2 separate regions of the Sorghum bicolor genome follow, and region 2 is linked to region 1. The links are chromatin contacts, called in public HiCAR-type maps. All regions are on one chromosome and are shown on one strand. Each heading gives the region's core, a stretch centred on a gene start, on an enhancer-like site or on the middle of the called end of the contact. The rest is flanking DNA. Distances are from core to core; before and after follow the strand shown. Region 1 holds the start of LOC8071812 (ATP-dependent (S)-NAD(P)H-hydrate dehydratase). Region 2 holds the start of LOC110435376 (protein NRT1/ PTR FAMILY 4.5-like).

Region 1 (3,429 bases), core at 741-3,240:
ACAACTAATAACACTCAATAGGACTGAGGTACGAAGTACTATATTCTTTAAAACAGCAAACTAACCAGAAGAAATGAGTCCCTTCCAAGGCCAGGACCAACAACAATGCAATCAAAGCGCTCCATCCATTTTCCAACTTCAGTAAGAATCTTAGAAGAAACAGATGCTCGTTCATCATCCCTGCCAAGATGATTTACAGAATGATATTCTTATATAAACATTAAAATGCTGCACCGTGAGATTGCAAACATAAACGAAACTTCAGTTAACGTTAAAAAAAAGAAACTTCAGTTACCTTACACTGTAAGATTCTTCTAATATTGGATGTACAATTAGTTCAGGGCTATAGCTCTTAATTACTGTAGCAGCATCTTTTGTGCAGAAAACATGTGAAAGATCTGCACCCTGAAAGGCATAATGTGAAATATTGGTAATGATAGCTTTAAGTGATGGAACTTTTAGATGATACTGACAACTTTCAAGGCAGAGATAGCGGCAAAATAAGGAGCACCAGTGTACTCACGACATCCTCCGATTACTGCTATCTTCCCTGAGAATATAATCATACATAACATAAGCAACTTTCAATAATAACAGAAATTTCATTTGACACACACCAGAGTTAAGATTCAACAATTAACAAAAATGAAAATAATATAAGATGCATATCCAAAAAAAAGACAAAAACAAAAATGTAAATTCATTTAAATATCCTCATGTTTTGTACACTAATAGCTCTAGCTTAAAATTACTTCTATATGCGACAACACTATACCCAGTAAGAAGCTGCCACAGGTTTCCCGACCCTGAGCATGTGCATTATTATGACTTCTCTACGGCTGATTACATCACAACAAGCAAGCCCACCCTGGGACCTTAATGGCCGGTGAACACTGTGGTTAAACTGAACCCACTTAGGGCCTGTTTGGCAGAGCTCCTAGAGCTGATTCTCTGCTGAATCCAGCTGGAGCTCTGCCAAACAGTTTTTTAGAGAGAAGTGATTCTCCGATGATTCCGTGAACTGATTCTCTGCAATGAACTAAGAGTTTGAGAGCTAGAAAAAGTAGCTTCTCCTACTTCTGTAAAGTGATTTTATGCTAAAGAATCAAAGAGAGCCACAGAATTACTTCTCTTAGAGAATCAGTTTCCATAAAGAATCAGAATCAGATAGAGCTCTACCAAACAGACACTTAATATCCATCATGAACTTCTGTCACATTCCCACATACCGAACAAGGACTTCTATTTCAACACTAACCAATGCCCCTGAATTTGTTTCAGTGGCAGAGAGAATGAACTCCTTAGCTCCAGAGAAGGGTTCTGACACTTGGGCCTACAGAACTCGAATTGAACAGAATCCAAACCTAAAATTGTACAGCGAGCTCGGATGAGTGTCACCCCTAGTGTTGTTTACAACATGGGAGAACAATGAACCACCGTCCCCGAAACAACCACCAATAGCCTGTCGACTGAACCCAGCATCCCAGAGCGCTCCACTGAGCACCAGGGAATTCCATCAAACACGCTGCGCGCATCAGCAGCCCGACCGCAAGAAACACACTCGGACACAAAGCAGAGCGCGTGAGCAGACCAAGATGGGCGGGCGGCGGTACCGACCTGCCTGGCCCTTGTGCCTGGCGCGGTCGAGTGGCGGCGTGATCCGGCGCACGACGGCCTCCGCGTCCGCCTCGTACACCGTCCCGGCGGACGCCGCCATCGCGTGGTTGGTCCGGACCCGGAGGAAGCTGGAGCACGAGGGGCAGGATGGGGGAAAGCCGGCGACGGAGGAGGGGGCAGGCGGGGAAGGGAGGAGGGAGCGGAGCAGGACGAGCTGCCTGCGGAATGCCGGGGAGGCGGCCCACATGCGCCCCCGGAGCGGCTGCTGCTGGTGTCGCCACGCGTGAGGGCACGCGCCGGTGGGCCGGCTCATCAGGCTTTCCTGCCGTGGGAATCGAAGGCAGTGGATTCTAGAAACCGCTGGCGCGGTGGACAGTGGAGAGTGGTCAGTATTTTGGAGCTCCGCTGGGACGAGAAATTTGGATATCTCGCGTTCCGTAGTTTTATTATCATTTGTAATATTGATTTCGTAAAAATAGAACTCCTTTGTCACTTGATTTTCATATCAATTTCTGTACTTTTCTCTTTTATAATCTCTAATTATATTTAGCACTTGAAAGGACACCTTTGTCCTTGTTAAATTTGCTCCATTCTGTTCGTTTGCGGGTTACCCGTTACCTACGTACTCACGTTCATGGGCGCCGCCGTCTGTTTTTTTTTTTTTTTTTTTTTTTTGACAAATAGCATTTCATTCATCTTAGCGGCACGAAGCTGCTATGCATCGGCACTGAGATAAGTGAGCTTTATAGAAGCATTCAACCAAGGATGACTGAAAGAGCTTGTCTAGCTAAGCTGTCCGCAGCTAGGTTCTCTAAGCGACTTATCTTGTACAAAAATGGAAATGAGTAAAATGGATACAGATGCTATATTCTTGTGTGTAGGTCTTCATTCTAATCTTGTCCTGGGTTGGCTCCGGCTAGCTTCGTGGCCGTCGCCGTCTAAGCTGGCTGGCGCTGATGCCCGGCCGTTTGGTGGCTGGCCATCATAACATTTTCATACTCATTATTTATACTGAGAAATGTATTCTAAAAAATATTACCATATATTTATTGGATAAGTGATACTTTAATAAACTAGATAATGATGCTATTTGTATTTTTAGATCCTGTTTGGTTGCCTTTGTTAAACTTTGACTCTCATCATATTAAATGTTTAGACACGTACGTAGACTTCTAAATATAAAATATTTACGAAACTAAAAATATAGCGAGAGAGTAATTTGCGAGACGAATTTTTTGAGACTAATTAGTTTACGATTGGACACTAATTGCTAAATAAAATAAAAATACTACGATACCAGTTAAACTTTAACCCCTCCAACTAAACACGCTGTCTTCTTCCATAATAGTAGTCTTTCTGCTATTTTTTTCATTTCTTTTGTTCCCATAATAGCACTCTAATTAGCTAGTTAAAAATAGTTAATGCTTTTTTGTTTACTCTCTTTTTAAATTGATCTCCATTAACACCTATATTATTTCATTATTTGGGATTAGTATTTTTTTTATTATTGTGATTTTTTTCTAGCCCAAGAATTGGATTGATCATCATATGAGGTTAGAGACCTAGGGCTAATTAACTTTGTTCTTTTTTTTCTCTAAAATATTTTTGTATTCTTTTTCTAGTTTTTAGTTTTCTTTTGTATTATAACATAACACATTCATTTGGTTGTTAAGTTTTGACTGCGTATATATTTCGTATATCGGTTCCAACCCCTCCCCCCGGCCTTATGTGTAAATCTTGGCTCTGCCAGGCGCTGAGCGGCGGCACACCAAACGTCAGCCTGCAAATGAAACGTCATAGGGCTCGTATCCA
Region 2 (3,410 bases), core at 9-2,508, 210 kb after region 1:
TAACCCGAACCGACATTGATGTCTCGTTCATCGCTGCAGGATGGTTTGTCCAACCGACATTGTTGTCTCCATCATCACCACCAGATAGTTCGCAACACCGATGGTGGTACATGACCAGTTGTTGTCGGATCAAGCTCTGACACGGCAGTGAAGGTAACTGACAACACCGCCGTATTGTCTGCTAATCCGGTGGTGATGAACAATATCACCACCGACTTCGGAACTGGCGGTGATCATCGGGCTATCACCAACGACGGCCAAAACTATCAGTCAAGGAGGGTTTGGAACCGGTGGTCATAAACTTTCTATAGTAGTGATTGACTAGTTTCTTGCTGGGTGCAATGATCAATTCGGCTAGATACCCCATAAGTTTGCAGAAAAACTTCCTCCCATAGTCGAGCGAGCCACCTCTAGCCACCTCTAGCACCGAGCAAACCCAAGATCTAGTCTACCTCAATTGCCCTCAATGCTCGTGGAGGGCAATGGGTTGGAGGGATGACTGCCCTCAAAACGATACCCCGAGCAGATGCCCCACTAGAAGATGGAAACCTGACCTCCCAAACTTAAATGGGTAGTAGCAGGGAGACCTCTTTGGGAGTTTTGGCTAAAAGCCGTAAGAACACGATAGTACGAGATGGGGGACACAACAACGAGCAAATATCACTGGGTTGCCAAGCTGGCGTTGGTGTGGGCCAGGGATGATGGAACAGGATGGATAACTTGGCATCGGTGAGACGTAGCTTGGACAGGTGCTCTTAAATACTCCCTCCGTTCCAAATTATAAGTCATTTCAAGAATCTTGGAGATTCAAAGTTTTTCAAGTTCGACCAAATTTATATAGCAAAATAATAAGATTTTTGGTACCAACCAAGTATCATTAGATTCTTTGTTAGTTATATTTTTATAGTGTACCTATTTTATAACATAAATCTTTATATTTCTCTTTATATTTTTGGTCAAACTTGAAAATGATTTGACTCTCCAAGATTCTTAGAATGACTTATAAATTGGAACGGGGGAGTAAGAGATAATCTCAAGAGGAGGGTATATATATTGGGTTGAACAATTACTGTTGGAGATAAATGCAATTATAATTATGCCCTTAACAAAATAACTTTTATTTCAACGATTGCCTTTTAAAATCAACACCAGCTATTTACATACAAAAATACCTAGAGAAATACCGGCTTCCCAGCACCAACCACTGTAATAAAGCTCATAATTCAAAGGTTGGGACCCGAGGTAATGACATTTGCATATACTTTTTTCCCTAATCCATGGCTGAGTCTACAAAAGAGAATTTCAGGATCCCAGTCAACAAATGTGTTGTAATCCACAGTTTTATAGGATGGAGACGTATGAGTATTCTTCAACAAGCACAGATTAAATATTATTCATCAAGACACGATCTTTGTCTTTGTTGGTGTCGTTTCACTGTCCATGTAGTGTTGGACATCATTCGCCAGGATGGTTTCTTCCTCGCTGGACAGTGGACACTGGCTTCCTTTTGTTAAGGCTCCTTTCAGACCTGTTTCCTTCATCGATCTGCCGAGAGATCCGCCGCTCCGCTACACATAGCACGAGGCTTGAGCCAACAAAAAAGCTTAGATTGCAGAGCTAATCTGTAAAATTTGAAAAAACACACACAGCACGCACGCACGCAGAGAGAGAGAGAGAGAGAGAGAGAGAGAGAGAGATGGGCGGTTCATCAGGCCTTGTGGACTGGAGAGGACGGCCGGTGAACCCCAAGAAGCACGGAGGAGTGAGAGCTTCAATCTTCATTCATGGTAGGCCAGTAGTACTAGCATAGCCTCCATAGTCCACACTTCTGTTTCTTTTGAGCGCTCTCAGACCCTTGCTCATAATGTGTTGAGTCCATTGATTGTCGATGACAGAAAGTTCCCTTTTCAGAGTGTTCCAGAATCTGCTTTCTAATAATCTAAAAGTATGGACACACGACACCACACATCTGGTTTTGATAGCTTATTGTAATGTCTTCTTTAGCTAGGTTGCTCATCTTACCTACTTCTGTTTTTCCCCCCCTGTTTTCTCCAATAATTCAGACAGACGTGACCTATTTTGTTTCACTGGACTGACATCCCCATATATACTTGATCTTAGCAATCGGTTTCTCTATCAAACGTTCCGTTCCTCATGCATGCTCACAGTTTTTACTTGTTCGTCTTCCCCTGCAGCGCTGGTGCTGCTCAGCAACGCAGCCAACATTGCCAACATACTGAATCTTGTAAGCTACCTGCGGGAGGAGATGCACATGGATGTGGCGAAGGCCTCAACGATAGCGAGCAACTTCTTTGCCGCGCTGCAGATGTTCTCCATCCCAGCAGCCTTCCTTGCTGACTCCTACGTCAAGCGCTTCTACACTGTCCTCATCTTTGGCCCAATCGAAATACTGGTATGGTCTAAGCTGTTACTCCATGTTTTTTTCTTTTTCCGAGAAGATGCCTCTATTTTTAATTGATCCTTCTAAGGTATTACTTGTTCAGGAAAAAAATAATACTCTTGTACAAAGTCTTGTTCTATATATGCTCAAAAGTTTGTTTGTCATGTGATCATGTCAACTAGTTGTGTTATTGTGTAGTGGAGACATAGTCTTGTCATTTTCATCTTTGTTTGATCGTCACTAGCTCTTGTAATAATTGTCAGATTGAACGAAAAACAAGAAGAGTGGTACAAAACGTGCTCATGCACTCAGATCCGATCCAGTCTACAAACATGCTCTTGCACATGTCATGTCACAGGCTTGCATTTCAGTGAAGTGGTACAAGACCCCAACTATATGTTGGGATAAGATGTTTTATTTTCTGTATGAATTCTAATGTCAGTCTCACAATATGTAGATGTAATACCTCTCTGTTTCAAAATAGTACGTACCTACAAAAACTAGATTGTAATTTTAAAATGCAGGGAATAGTAATGAAGTTGACGCTGAAGCTAAATTATTTTCTGAAACGCACGAACAAAAAATCTGTATATATGCACATACCTTTGTTGAAAGCATAACAGAGGATTATTAATTTTTTTTGTGTTGCATTGGCGAGGATGCAAAATTTAATGTATGTGGTTTCAAAACTTGTCTCAACGCTTAGTGTATCTACTGCCTTCTGGTTTGAAACTAGTACAAAGTTTCAACAGCAGATCATTTGAGTACAATGATAGACTAGAATTAGTGTTATCTGTCTTTTGGGTTAGAGCTTTGGAATTCCTCTGCGTGACAAAAAAAAGTCAGTAAGCACTAGAGGTTGATGCAGTTGGTGTTCTACAGTACTATATTATTCTCCGGTGGTGGTCTGTGACTCTGTTGACTTTATTTAGGTGTCACGTATGAGTAGTTGGTGATCTGTCACTCTGGTGACTTTATTTGGTTGGCTTTGGGTAACCAATAATGATCA

Evidence for each region. HiCAR-type assays count read pairs that join an accessible place to other places.
Region 2: a HiCAR-type map of leaf shows a contact between it and region 1, with 10 times the contacts expected there. The contact joins the promoter of LOC110435376 here to the promoter of LOC8071812 in region 1. A contact is called at or near these places in 1 of 4 Hi-C or Micro-C datasets (leaf) and 1 of 1 datasets of contacts at active chromatin or transcription factors (leaf).

Annotation. Positions count from the first base shown.
Region 1 is chr5:20,091,341-20,094,769 of Sorghum_bicolor_NCBIv3, forward strand. It overlaps LOC8071812 (ATP-dependent (S)-NAD(P)H-hydrate dehydratase), which reads right to left and starts at 1,991. Exons shown (of 13, transcript XR_002453432.1): 1 at 1,618-1,991; 2 at 474-550; 3 at 296-405; 4 at 66-180.
Region 2 is chr5:20,303,410-20,306,819 of Sorghum_bicolor_NCBIv3, forward strand. LOC110435376 (protein NRT1/ PTR FAMILY 4.5-like) reads left to right here and starts at 1,259. Exons shown (of 5, transcript XM_021460872.1): 1 at 1,259-1,787; 2 at 2,196-2,413. The coding sequence starts at 1,697.